Linked DNA regions of Gossypium hirsutum: region 1 is linked to region 2. A link is a contact called in public Hi-C data. All regions are on one chromosome and are shown on one strand. The core of a region is the stretch at or near the end of the contact, and the rest is flanking DNA. Distances in the headings are between cores, read along the strand shown.

Region 1 (7,287 bases), core at 4,662-7,161, 280 kb before region 2:
GCAAACCACAACAAGGTTCATTTGATGTATTTACCCCTATTAGCTGATTTGCAGAATGTTCGCTTGTATAGTTGAGGTTCCGCAGTTCTGGCTATGTTGTATCGTAAGCTTTGTTGAACGATAAAGCCTGATATCGTAGAGATAGGCAGATACCTTGTATTGCTGCAGTCATGGGCTCTTTAACAGATGCCATTCTTGGCATCAATTTGGTACCAACCTTACGTATTTCCACTAGTGAACAGGTGATAAAATTTAATTTGTTATTAATTGACAATTTCTTTATAATGATACTATTCTAACGATACTATATTTACTTGAAATTTGTTTTTCTAGATGGAGTTTTTATCCAGGTATCAGGAGGTCATACATTGTCCCAATATATCCTCTGATGATTGAACAACATGCCGGGGAAAGGGTAAGCTATTCCAATATTCGTGACATGTAATTACTTTGTATATCTTACTCGAACATTTTTAAATTTTAACCATACTATTAATCGTGCAGTTTATTTGGATGCCGTATCGGAGACCAAAATTGCGGCTGTTATACCCTCGTCTGCCGCATTCATTCTCACCTATAGTGCATTAATGCACCAATTTTTAATTTCCAGACAGTTGAGTGGTATAATAGGGATCGAGTACTCCGGTAGTTTGGTTGCATCTAGTATATCCCTGATTCGCCAATGCAGGTGGGGAAGATTCACTTGATCACCAAGAGAGGAAAACATGGAAATAGTTAGGGGGTTGTACACCGAAAATATATTGCAGTGTGGGATAATCGAATGGCGTAGAGATCTCAGATGGATATTTCTTCCGATTTGCAATTATCGTTAGAGTACATAAAATGGTATTTTATTACGAGAAAGCTATATTTACTTGGTGAGCAGTCGATTATAGTCCCCCCGCACATGCAGTGACTTGGGGCATATGAACCAGTGGCCGATATAGAGGCTGAGCCAGAGCTAGAGAAAGATCCCAAGCCCGAGCCTGAGCTCGAGCTCAGGCCACAATTGCAGGCCGAGTCTGAGCAATCGCATACATATTCGGCTAATAGTTCTTATCATCCAGATTTGCCGGTCAATGACTATTTCCTGGGCTCGTCAGGATACGGATACCGTTTTGGGTTTGATATCTTTGGGTCGTATCCATCGCAGTATAGCACTCCTCTTGGCCTGTATCCACTGTAGTACAACACTCCTCCCAGCTCGTATCCACCGCAGTACAGCACTCCCCTCGGCCCGTATCCAACATAATACTCCACTCCTCATAGGTCGTATTCACCGCAGTATGGCACTCCTCCCAGCTCAAGTTCATCGATGGCGTTCGGGGCGTATGATTTTTCTTCCATGTTTCGTACACCCCCACCTACGACTGAAGAGGATGTTGATCGCCACAATCACCCACAACATGAACGTCGATCCCCGCAGAAATATACCCCTAGGACCACACCATCAAACCATCAATTTTAGCAGTTTCTTGCGGTTTTGATATTACAAAGTTTGCACTTTTTTATTCTAAAAAATATAAATCAAGAAAAAAACAATCTTTGTATATATTTAACTAGATTAATTGGAACTTTAAAAATTGGAACAAAATTTGTTGTCATAAATTAGATTAATTGCAACATTACAACATTAAAACACTAAAACTTGTAACAAACTTAGTTTTGTAATATAAATTATGTTATATAAATTAAATACATTACAATCATAATCTAATTGGAGCAAACTTTGTAATATAAATTATGTTATATAAATTAAATACATTACAACCATAATTTAATTGGAACAAACTTTGTAATATAATTTTTTATATAAATTACATGAGCTCAATTCCTATCCGATCGTGACGATTATCCAACATGATAGTTTCGCTGCGGGCATTTGCTCCGATTATGACCAGCTAATTTGCATAATCCACAACGTTTACCATCGGATTTCTCCCTAATGTCCATTTCATTACAGATTCTGGATGATTGCAGAAGACCACTCGGATTCTTATACAACCCTCTGTCTAGGGTAAGCTCGAAAGTCATCAGAGGCACCTCCTATGTAGACAGGTCAGGTAGGACGGGGAACTCATTCTTCTAAACACGTAACATACGCTCAAGTGTGTACACATCATCGACAAATTGTTAAAAATTGAGTGAGACTTTAGCACACGTTGCCACGACATGCACACATGGATAATGAATTGTTTGAAACCTCCTGTAATCGTACCATCTGTTCCGGAGATCAACTCCATAGGACCTAGGTGGTATACCGGGTCAACGACCGATGGTTTTCGTAACTCGAAACATTTCAAGACATTTTGAATATATTTCTACATTCATCGACCTCGCCATCCGACGGTTTGCAACCATTGCATCCCTGACATCTTCGACAAACACGTGTCCCGCCTCCATCTAGTTAACTTGTTGCTTACCCATTCTTAGCATCAAGGTAGCTAACCTGTAGAATGTAGCCGAGAAAACAGATGAAATTAGAAGATGTCATGTTTTCAACAACATAACGTTGATCCCCTCCACCAAGTTTGTGGCCATTTGACCATAATGAAAGCCCTCGTCAAAATTTTGAGCCCATTGTCACGGCTCCATGGTACCTAACCACTGTCAGAAAGATGTGTTCGTTTGACCCTCCATGTCACTCTCAAGTCGAGTCATTCTTTGGCGAAAAATATCTGGCTCTAGCTCGTGCACATCGAAAAGCCTAATGGCGATAATTAATCATTTCCCTTTATCGGAGATGATGCAAATATTATCGTTGCTAATAACATACCTTCGCAGGTTGATAAAGAAGAATTATCATGATTCCATGTTCTCCTTATCTACGATGGCAAATGCTATCGGGAGCACATTCTTGTTGATGTCTTGAGCAACAGCAAGAAGTAGGATCTGTATATATTTTTCATATAGCCAGGTCTCATCCACTTGCACAAATGGCTTGCAGTAGGGAAATGTGTGCACACATGGATCAAACGTTCAGAACATCTGATGGAAATTCTTTTTCCCAGTTGTAGATGGTCATCTGGGCCATAATAAGGTCGTGTCTGTAACTCAATAACAGTCCCTGATATGTACTCCCCTATAGCGATTATCCATCCCTATGCTCATTATACGATACATTGACATTCTCGTACAATTGCTCCATTGCCATCTGTTTAGCTATCAACACCTTTCGATATGATACTCGATACTGGAATCGTACTTGCATTTTGGCAATCAGTACCGAAACTTTAATGGTCGATATGTCCTTTACCATTGGCATGATACACGTACAGATAGTTTTGAAATCAAGTTTTCGATGATCTTCTATCATACGTGTTGATATGCATGTGTGAGGCCCAACAAATTTTTGTATCTCTCACATCTGCGAATTTTGAATAAATGCAGCTCATACCCGCCAATTGCAGTCTTCCGCCGACTTCCAACACTCCCCAATATATAATGTCGGTTTAGACACTGTGAATTTGTAGTCCATTGATATTTTTATGCTATACCGCTTAATAGCAAATATGCACTCTTCCTTACTTTCGAATATATGGCCTACAAACAACTCCTCAGGACTAGAATTTACGGTCAGCCAGTGAGCAGAAAGTATTTCAAGGTACTCCAGGAATTCAGCTACGTGCACTGCGTCGGGATCTATGAGCGACATGTGTGGCACAGGATTATTATGTATCACAATACGTCGAATCTGGCTCCTGACTGAAGGCGTGCTAATGTTTCCATCATCATTCACGTCTTCATCGTCAATATCATCGGGGACCTCGTCTACATTGGGATAACCATCGCTATCGACCTCTTGATCACAAGGATCACTACTATCATATCCATCATCACCAACCACATAAATATCGGATGTAACATTAAGATTGATATCAATCCCGCGTATAGTCGATTCACTACCAACGTGCGATATTGGAGCCACCATGCATGGTTCTTTAGCTCCATGTTCTTCACCATAGGCAGTGAAATTTTCATTTTGCTCCAAACTGGCTAACTCAGCAAATAAGTGAATCGGTGCATTTTTGTCACTCTGATTCCTACAGTAAAGAGCGATCATTGTCTCTACATCTTCGTCGTCTGCAAGTTCCATTTTAGTGAATTTGATAGGGTTTGTCCAAACTGGAAACTTGTAAAAAAGTTTCGAGATCCTTCTCCCACAACGTCTAACAATTTTTGTGTTAATCCTTCCCTTCATATCATCTAATGAGACATTTCTATTAAATCTCATTGCTATTTGTTGCCAACATTCAAATATACATCCAACGGTTGTTATCAAAATGACTCCATCGAAATAAACGCATACAAAAAACTGATTATCCATCTTCATTACTCAATCTGTTAAAAAATTAATAAAAAAATCTCAAAACAATTTCGAACAACATAAAAATACTTACATAAAAAATTTAATGAATGATAATAGTCAATTTCTAACAATATCAAATTTATTGCCATTTCTAACAATATCAAATATATTAAAAAATTTTACAAGATAACATTCTCAATAATCTAAACACAAAACTTAGTAACAAATCACAATAAACAAAAAAACTTTAAAACAAAACATAAAAATAACACTAAACAAACTATATAATACTAACAATTTTTTTTCTTATCATAATCTATTATATTTGAAAATAACAATAAAAAAAATTACATTTCTTTTCTTTCTTCTCTTTTCTTTCTTTCTTCTCTTCTCCCTCTCTTGTTCTGCTAAATTTTTTTTCCAAACTGATACGAGCCGGATAGGGGAGTGGGGGAATATACTGGGTGTGCCGCCTATCAGATAGGCACAACTAGTGCTGCCTATCTGATAGGCACAACTGGTGCTGCCTATCTGATAGGCACAACTGGTGCCGCCTATCTGACACTCTCCACTACTAAAATATATTTTTTTTACTGTAAAGTGTCAGAAAATGAGGGTCGTGCCGCGTATGCACCGTCCTCCACCCATTCAAATATACCTTTTCAGTACTTAATTTTAGCATCAACCCATTTTCATATTTTTTTATATTATTCCAGTAAAAAACCATTAATTTTTTTTAAGATTTCGAGATGAAAGGATGAATTTATTTATTTTACATGTTTAATACTCATTTTTTATAGTTTTCTTATTAGTGATCCATTTATCATTGTTTTCTCTATTTATTTATTAGAATATTAAATCATATTATTTCTTTTTCTTTAATTCTATTTATGTTCATATTGGTGAAATTTGCTTTAATATGATTTTTAATATATTATTTTGTTTATCACATTTTAATTACCTATATAAATTATATATTTTCAACTCCTATATAGAATAAGGGTAGATTGGACATTTTATTTAGAAATTGTTTTTACAATATTCCTAAAATTCTAAGTTTACTTTTCAAATTTTTCGGTAAAATTTTACTTTTTATTTAAAATTTAAAATTTATTTCGTGTTTTCAAATTAAACTCAAATAATTCATGTTAAGCTAAAAGTAAAGAAAAATCTTTTAAATTAATTAATTTTATATTTTATACTAAATAAAACTCATAATTTTTGTCATCACTTCTTTACCCAAATGAAGAACAAACAATTAATTTAATTAATTACAAGTATTTTTGCTTTGGTTTTAGTTTAGGAATATTCAAGATTATATAACCAAAAGAACTTTTAATTTCGTAAACAATTATTAAAATTAGTTATTTAAGTTATTTTCGTTAAGGATAATATGGAAATATAAAATAAAATTTTAAATTTTAAAAGAGATTAAATTAATTAATTTCAATATTATAGTAATAAATTAATTGGCATTATCAATAAATAAATAAGTATAATTTAATAATTTTGTGTATCATTTTAGCATCTACCACCTTTTTACTTTAATTCTTAATTTTTTTTAATGCTTAAAACGTCCTAGGTGACAAAATTACAAGGAAGACCCTAAAAGTTGGGTTACCAACAAAGAATTTACCCACTAAATATTGCAGCCCGACCCCGTAAATCTATTTGGTCGAGCCTTCTTTCTAAAAACCCTAACCCTAATAATAAAAGCCTCTGCCCCTACCGATCCCCTTGCATATCTTCTAAAAATACATTTACTCCGTTGGCTTTTGAGGAAAGAGGCAACCAAAGGCTGTTGCTTAACACTTAACTTCTTTCACTTCATCCACTTCTTCCAGGTTTCCTTTTCTCTTTCCCTTTTATTTTCCTTGGTATTTTTATTTGATGTGTAAAATAGCTTGCTTTGGAATTGGGGTCAGATTAATGAGCAAAATAAGAAAGAACAGTGCTTTAGGTTTTCTGTATTCTGGGTTTTATAGCTCTAGTTCACCGGAATGATCTTCAATCAAACAAGTAAAAACCCACAATTTTTGGGTTATAACCTTTTCCAGTTTTCGCAACATTTCCGTTACTGTTTTAAAATGGAAATCATTGGATTGATCATCTTCAAAGAACCATTTTAGGCAACCATCCTTGACAATCCCCACCATCGAATTTGTGACACTGGGCCTTGGAGTATTTAGTCTGAATCCTAGAACCTACCAACATTTCTGGTAGCAACCGCAGTCCTGGATTTATAACTTTATTGTTGTGGCAACTCACAATACAATTTTCAGCTTTGACTCAAATTCTGCCATTCCTCTGATTGAGCCTTTCATCATCTGCATCTTTTAAACATATTTCTCATTTCAACCTCTGAACTTTTCTCCCATTTGCATTTCAGATTGCAGCTCCATTTTCAACTGCTCCTAGTTTTTCCAACCTTGGTGACAATCCTATCAGCATCCTTTTTTCAATTAACCCATTTCCTTTTGAGTTCTAGTCAGACTGTTATCTCTTATGACATGTTTCAACTCAGAAATCGGTAAAGAAGAATGAGGACAAAGCAGAAAGAAAATAAGGGAGAACTGAAACTGAAAATAGAATTTTGTGAGAAAATTGATGTGCATTTAATTGCCATCACCCCTTGCGATATCATTTATATATTGATATTTCTAGCTAAAAGCTGACTGAGTCTTAAGATTTTTAATTTTGTGAATTGCTTTTGGATGATAACTTTTTTATTTATTAGAAATTGATTGTACTGAACAGAACACAAAAGCAACTATGGCCTACGCTGCAATGAAGCCGACCAAGCCTGGTTTGGAGGAGCCCCAAGAACAGATACACAAGATCAGAATCACTCTCTCCTCCAAGAATGTGAAAAACCTTGAGAAAGGTACCGATTTATCTTATACCTCTATAATCTTGTTACTATCAAATTTTCCTCTTCTTAGCTAAATTTCATATAGTGATGAGTACTTTCTGGGGGT
Region 2 (6,800 bases), core at 2,216-4,715:
ACCATTTGTGGATGTATAGATTTATTCCGGTACATGTTTAAACATATCTTGGCTATTAATTTGATCATGTTTTATAATTATTAATTTACAAAAACATTATGTTTAGCAGATCAATATATTATAATATAATACAATTTATAACTTAATTTTGTAATAATTAAAATATTTTTTATAACTAATTAGATCTTTATATTTTTAATTAAAATTTTTATATAAATATTTAAGATAAAAATAAATAGAATAATAATTAATTAATAAAAGATAAAGTTGATGTTTTTTTTTTAAAAATCGTTTAATAAATAAGTCGGTGGGTAGATTCGGATTCTTTTATCAAAATAGTAAGCTTGAATAATTTTTTGTAAATTCAAATTTTTACTTATATCTTATAGATATTTATTTATTATAATTTTCTAATAATTATTTAGTAAAATTGACCCGAACAATTGAACTGAAAATTAATAGTTTTAGTGGTACCTGGTTATGAAAATGTTATGGATAAAGATACAATATTATTAGCGTTGTTATAGAGCAAAAGATTGGTGCTACCCCTTTTGGGAAAATATCTTTACTAGGAGAATGTCTGAGGATCAACCAAAGTCTCTTCCTCCTCTTCATTAAATCCAACGGCTCACATTCTTTTTAATTCATATTAAAGTTTCTGTATTTATATTATTATTTAATATTTAAAACCATGTTACTTTTATTTATTATTTTAATTATTTTGAGATCGTACAAAGCGTTTTTAAATTGTCAAATATTTAGAAAAGCAATCAAAGCATATATGGACACATCTCTACATCTTTGTCTCTTCTTCACTTGAGAACTGAGGGAAAAAAAAAGGGAAAAGAAGATTCAGAAGCATTCTTCTGTTTTTTTTTTAGACCAAAAGCAATGGATTTCAGACCACCTCTCAGCTTTTTCCTCATTCTCTTCACAACCCAGTGTTGTTTCAGTGCAAATACTGAACTCAAAGCACTTATGGAAATCAAAGCTGGTTTAGACCCAGAGAACAAGTATCTCTCTTCATGGACCTTTAATGGTGACCCTTGTGATGGTTCATTTGAAGGCTTATGCTGTAACGAGAAAGGCCAAATAGCCAACATTTCTTTGCAAGGGAAAGGATTGTCTGGCAAACTCTCACGGGCTATTGCTGAGCTTAAACACTTGACAGGGCTTTACTTGCATTACAACTCTTTGTATGGGGTGATACCTAAAGAAATAGCAAACTTGACTCTACTCACTGATTTATATCTCAACATGAATAATCTCTCTGGTCAGATTCCTCCTCAGATTGGTGAACTGGGTAGCTTGAAGGGTTAGTGGTCTTGTATTTGAATTTTCTCTTCTATTTACCATTGGTTTTTTTCAAAATCTTGCTGTGTTTGGATTATGAGAAAATTTTCCATTTTGGGTCTTTATGTTTTAAAGCAAAAATCACTTAACTGGGTTTTTTTTTTCCCTTTTCCTTCTTTTGCAAATATACTGTGTAGTGTTGCAGCTCTGTTATAACCAACTCACAGGAAGCATACCAACACAAGTGGGATCTTTAAAGAAGCTTAATGTACTTGCCTTGCAGTCCAATCAACTTACTGGTGCAATCCCTGCAAGTTTAGGGGATTTGGGTACATTAATAAGGCTTGATTTGAGTTTCAATAGTTTCTTTGGTTCTATCCCTACGAAACTAGCTGATGCACCTTTGCTTCAAGTTCTAGACATTCGGAACAATTCACTTTCTGGCAATGTCCCTCTTGGTACATCTTTTATGTATATATATATATAACTATATTCTGCTTGGCTTTATGGAAAAATAATAATGAACTTCATTTGATTTTTTTCCCTTCTTGGTTTGATGTAGCTCTTAAGAGGCTGAATGATGGATTCTTGTTTCAAAATAATCCGGGTCTATGTGGGTCTGGTTTTGCATCATTGAAAGTTTGTAATGATTCTGATCATATTAATCCAAGCAAACCTGAGGTGTATGGTTCAGAGGCAGCTGGTGTTACTAGAGAAATACCGGAGACGGCAAATCTTCAGTTACCTTGTGAGCAAAAACCCTGCTCGAAGCCATCAAAGTCTCAAAGGGGTCCTATTCTTGTTGCCCTGATTGTTGTCATAGTTGCATTATCAGTTATAGGACTCGTCACATTCATGCAATATCATCGCCAGCAACAGAAGCTTAGTAGCTTATCTGAAGTTCCTGAAAACCGCCTTAGCACCGATCAAACCAAGGAGTTTAGTAGGAAGAACGGATCTCCACTCATTAGCCTTGAGTATGCTAATGGTTGGGATCCTTTGGCTGATGGCAGGAACTACAATGGCTTTGCTGAGAGCTTTAGGTTCAACTTAGAAGAGGTGGAGACAGCTACTCAGTACTTTTCGGAGTTAAATTTATTGGGGAAGAGTAACTTTTCCGCAACTTATAGAGGGTTTCTAAGGGATGGATCAGCTATTGCGATTAAAAGCATCGGCAAAACTAGTTGCAAATCAGATGACGCTGAGTTCTTGAAGGGACTGAATGTTTTGGCTTCATTGAAGCATGAAAATTTAGTGGGATTGAGAGGGTTCTGTTGTTCAAAGGCCCGGGGAGAGTGCTTTCTCATATATGATTTTGTCCCTAATGGGAATTTACTAAGCTGTCTTGATGTCAAGGATGGTAATGGACAGGTCTTGGAATGGTCCACAAGAGTTTCCATTGTTAAAGGCATAGCCAAAGGTATAGCATATTTGCATCGTAACGAAGTAAACAAACCTGCCCTCGTTCACCAAAACATTTCAGCTCAAAAAGTGCTCATCGATGATCAGTTCAATCCTTTGCTCTCGGATTCGGGCTTGCACAACCTCCTTACCAATGATATCGTGTTTGCAGCACTCAAGGGCAGTGCTGCTATGGGTTACTTAGCTCCTGAATACACTAGTACAGGCTGGTTTACCGAGAAGAGTGATGTTTATGCATTTGGGGTCGTGGTTTTTCAAGTCCTTTGTGGGAAACGAAATGTGACTAGCTTGGTACGAGTTGGAGGTGAATGTTGTAGAATCCAAGATTTTATAGACCCAAACCTACATGGTAGGTACTTGGAATGTGAAGCAGCTAAACTTGCAAGAATTGCTTGGCATTGCACTCACGAGTGTCCTGTAGAAAGACCATCCATGGAAGCAGTGGTTCAAGATCTGGGCGTGTAGACTCGGTTTCAACTGGATTTTCATGTCAAGCTTTTTAAGTTTTGGATTTTTGTGCTTTCATTGGCACAAGTGATGTAACTTTGTAAACCCTTAATTTTATTTTCATCTCCCTAGCTTTATGATGGCTCTTTGTGTTTGCTGGGATACTTTGGGTAAAGTCATGTGAAATTTACTTGTTTGATCAGAGTCTGGTGAGATATTCTGGTATGATATCTTCAGAGTACGAAAACAGAAGATAATAACCATTCCATATTATGGAGCGTTTTAGTAAATATACTTGATTTTTATTTGTTTTTTCTGCACTTCAAAATGCAATGGGTCAAGCAAAGGTAATAATCCCCTACGTCAAGAAGCAACCCTGGATGCTATCCAAATCCAATTAAAACCAACTTTTTTCTCAAAATAAAAAAATCACCACGAAGGAGGCGACGCGAGAAGTCGAGAGTCCAAATCCTTATCGTAGTCCGTCCACACCGAATCTCCTACTTATCACCGTATTAACTCGTAATCAAGAACCAAAGAGTTCCACCTCCTTTCATTTGATTTTAGTTCTTTCTTTTTTGTTTCATCCGTTTTGTTTATTATCGATTGAGAAAAAAAAATGGGGAATACGTCTTGCATATTCTTTGCGTGCGTCGATCAGGCCAGTATAGGCGTGGTGGAGAGGTGGGGTCGTTTCGAGAAGTTAGCGGAGCCTGGCCTTCACTTATTTAACCCCTGCGCTGGTCAATGGCTCGCCGGCGTCCTTTCTACCCGAATCTCTTCTCTCGATGTTCGCATCGAGACCAAAACCAAGGTCAAGTCCCGTTTTAACCCCTTCCATCAATATGCCTAGCTTCTCTATTTCTAATCAATTCATCATATGAATTTTATCATTTTTTTTTGTGTGTGCTTGTTTTGCTGGGAAATCGCCCAATATTGAACAAGATTTACATTGATATTGTTGCTTTACTAGCTGAAGATCAATGAGTATGAATACGAGAATGTTACATTTTGTAGGACAATGTTTTTGTTCAATTGGTTTGCTCCATTCAATACCGAGTGATGAAACGACATGCTGATGATGCATTCTATGAGCTGCAAAATCCCAAAGAACAGATCCAGGCTTTTGTGTTTGATGGTCATTTTCTTTGGCTTTCTTTATGCGTATCAGCCATAATATTATGCTCCTTTTTTGGTAAACTAAAACCATTTATGCATCGCATTTCGTCTCATTCTTTTCCCTTGTTGGTGGTAGTGGTTCGAGCTATAGTTCCAAGGATGGATTTGGATGAACTCTTTGAACAAAAGGGTGAGGTTGCTAAAGCAGTGCTTGAGGAAATTGAGAAGGTAGTATAGTTCATTCATTTGCTATACCAGTTATCCTTATGCACCAAACTACTCAAGAGTGCTTAAATTAAGCGCATAAGGCTTACATGTATATATACACTCACATACATATATAGTTGGTTGTAAAAACTGTTTAACGGGTGGACCGAAGAAGACCAATGATTATATAGGCATGTATATGTATAGATAAATTTTGGTTGTAGAAACTGATGAGCTGGTAAACCTAAGTAGACTTTGATATGTCACTCTCGAAAAAAGTACGATAGATGTCCTTGTACTAAGAGTCATGCATTTTGAGCAAATTAGTCCACATATATTAGATAAAAAAGCAAACTGATCTTTCTGTAAAAAATTTCATCCAGTTCTACGGTTCAAAAATGGTCCTACACATGGCACATCATGTGTCACTTTTTGGTTATTCCATCAGTTATGCTAATTTTTACCAGTATAAATGAATGAAATTTTCATAAAAAAGGATCAATTTGCCTCTTTGATTTAACGTATAGAGACTAATTTGCCCATTACTAATTTGCCCATTTTTTAGTAGAGGAGGCAAAATGCAATCTAGCCCCTAGTATAGGGGCCTCCATGTTACTTTTACTGTCAGTCTTGTACTTGTTGCTTTCAGTTTGATGTGCCCAATAGTAGATGGTAAGTGAAGCAATGGACTAGCTCTCCTTTGCAATAAAGGAGAGATTAGGACTATTTTGTGGTCTTCTTGTTTGGCCTGCATTTTACCAGAATATGAATGCATGAGGAACAGCCATTTTCATTTTCTTGTAATGTAGCAATTCTTTTTTAATGATACATGATAAATTATGACCATTTTCTATCTAATTGCGCTAGAGTGGTTATGCATGCATCTAAATTTGGGTTTCCTTTTCTCAATCTATGTGCTTCTTCTCTACCTTTTATGAGGCTATTCATATCATATATTATATTGAATCTGAAATTATGTATCAGGTTATGGGAGAATATGGATATAGCATTGAGCATATTCTGATGGTTGACATCATTCCTGATTCTTCTGTACGCAAAGCAATGAATGAGATAAATGCAGGTAATGACATGTACCAATTAAAGATGTTCCCACTTTTATTGAGCTATCTGTTTTAGTTCTCTCTTTCTGATACAAGCATATAAAATTTTGTTAAAGTTGTGAAAGTACTACCTAAACTCCAGCTTCTGTAAGAATCACGTCTGTCTTCTTGGCACTAATTAAGCTATTAAACGATGCAATGAAATTCAGTGACCATTCAATCTCGAGTCTAATACTCTTGGACTCTTTAGATCCATTTATCTGAAATTTGAAGAAACGCATAACTTGGCTATGATTTTGTTTTACAGCTCAAAGACCATGCAAACTCGAGTCTAATACTCTTGGACTCCTGAGATCCATTTGTCTGAAATTTGAAGAAATGCATAACTTGGCTATGATTTTATTTTACAGCTCAAAGACTTCAGCTTGCCAGTGTGTACAAAGGGGAAGCTGAGAAGATTCTCCAAGTTAAAAGAGCAGAAGCAGAAGCCGAAGCCAAGTACTTGGGTGGGGTGGGTGTGGCCAGGCAGCGGCAGGCAATCACGGATGGGTTGAGGGAGAACATTTTGAATTTCTCTCACAAGGTGGAAGGCACCTCAGCCAAGGAAGTGATGGATCTTATAATGATCACACAGTACTTTGATACAATCAAAGACCTCGGAAACTCCTCCAAGAACACTACTGTTTTTATACCCCATGGACCTGGTCATGTTAGGGATATCGGTGAGCAGATACGGAATGGGCTGATGGAGGCAGCTAGTGCTAAAGTAAATGTTGAATAAGCAAGAGTTGTTTTTAATTGAAAGAGAGAAGACAATCAAATAGGTAGGTCTTTGAGTAGTAAATACTGTTGTGATACTTGTGAGTGGTGAGACTGTAAGATTGGTTGATATATAGGGCTGTGTAAAACAGATTTAACAATTTGAGGAGATGAGATTGCTCTATTTTTACATTTACCTTTATTTGTTTTTACCTCTCTCTCTCTCTCTCTTTCTCTCTCTCTCTCTCTCTATGTATATATATTATAAAACCAAAAGCACCTACATCCTTGAGAATGGCATATCTTTTGAATGGCTGATGACTGACTCACTGATATTTAGTAGACAGGCCAGGAAATACCAAAGGGAAACCTTTAAAATGCTCAAATTATAAACATGTCAATATTTTGAAGGTAATCAGAAGTTATTTCTCGTAGTTGTCATTTACATTGCACTATTCTTTAGATGGGTGTGTAGGGTCAAGCAAGTAAAGC

Evidence for each region. A called contact is a pair of places that touch in the nucleus more often than the background predicts.
Region 1: a Hi-C map of leaf shows a contact between it and region 2, with 2.2 times the contacts expected there. The contact joins the promoter of LOC107888758 here to the promoter of LOC107888760 in region 2. A contact is called at or near these places in 6 of 34 Hi-C or Micro-C datasets (callus, hypocotyl and leaf).

The regions. Positions count from the first base shown.
Region 1 is chrA09:39,452,449-39,459,735 of Gossypium_hirsutum_v2.1, reverse strand. LOC107888758 (40S ribosomal protein S20-2) reads left to right here and starts at 5,911. Exons shown (of 4, transcript XM_016812953.2): 1 at 5,911-6,153; 2 at 7,067-7,193. The coding sequence starts at 7,082.
Region 2 is chrA09:39,174,735-39,181,534 of Gossypium_hirsutum_v2.1, reverse strand. LOC107888760 (protein PPLZ12) reads left to right here and starts at 3,465. Exons shown (of 5, transcript XM_016812957.2): 1 at 3,465-3,976; 2 at 4,180-4,300; 3 at 4,418-4,509; 4 at 5,473-5,569; 5 at 5,960-6,504. The coding sequence starts at 3,782. The coding sequence ends at 6,330. LOC107888759 (LRR receptor kinase SERK2) reads left to right here and starts at 739. Exons shown (of 3, transcript XM_016812956.2): 1 at 739-1,315; 2 at 1,491-1,751; 3 at 1,856-3,452. The coding sequence starts at 892. The coding sequence ends at 3,180.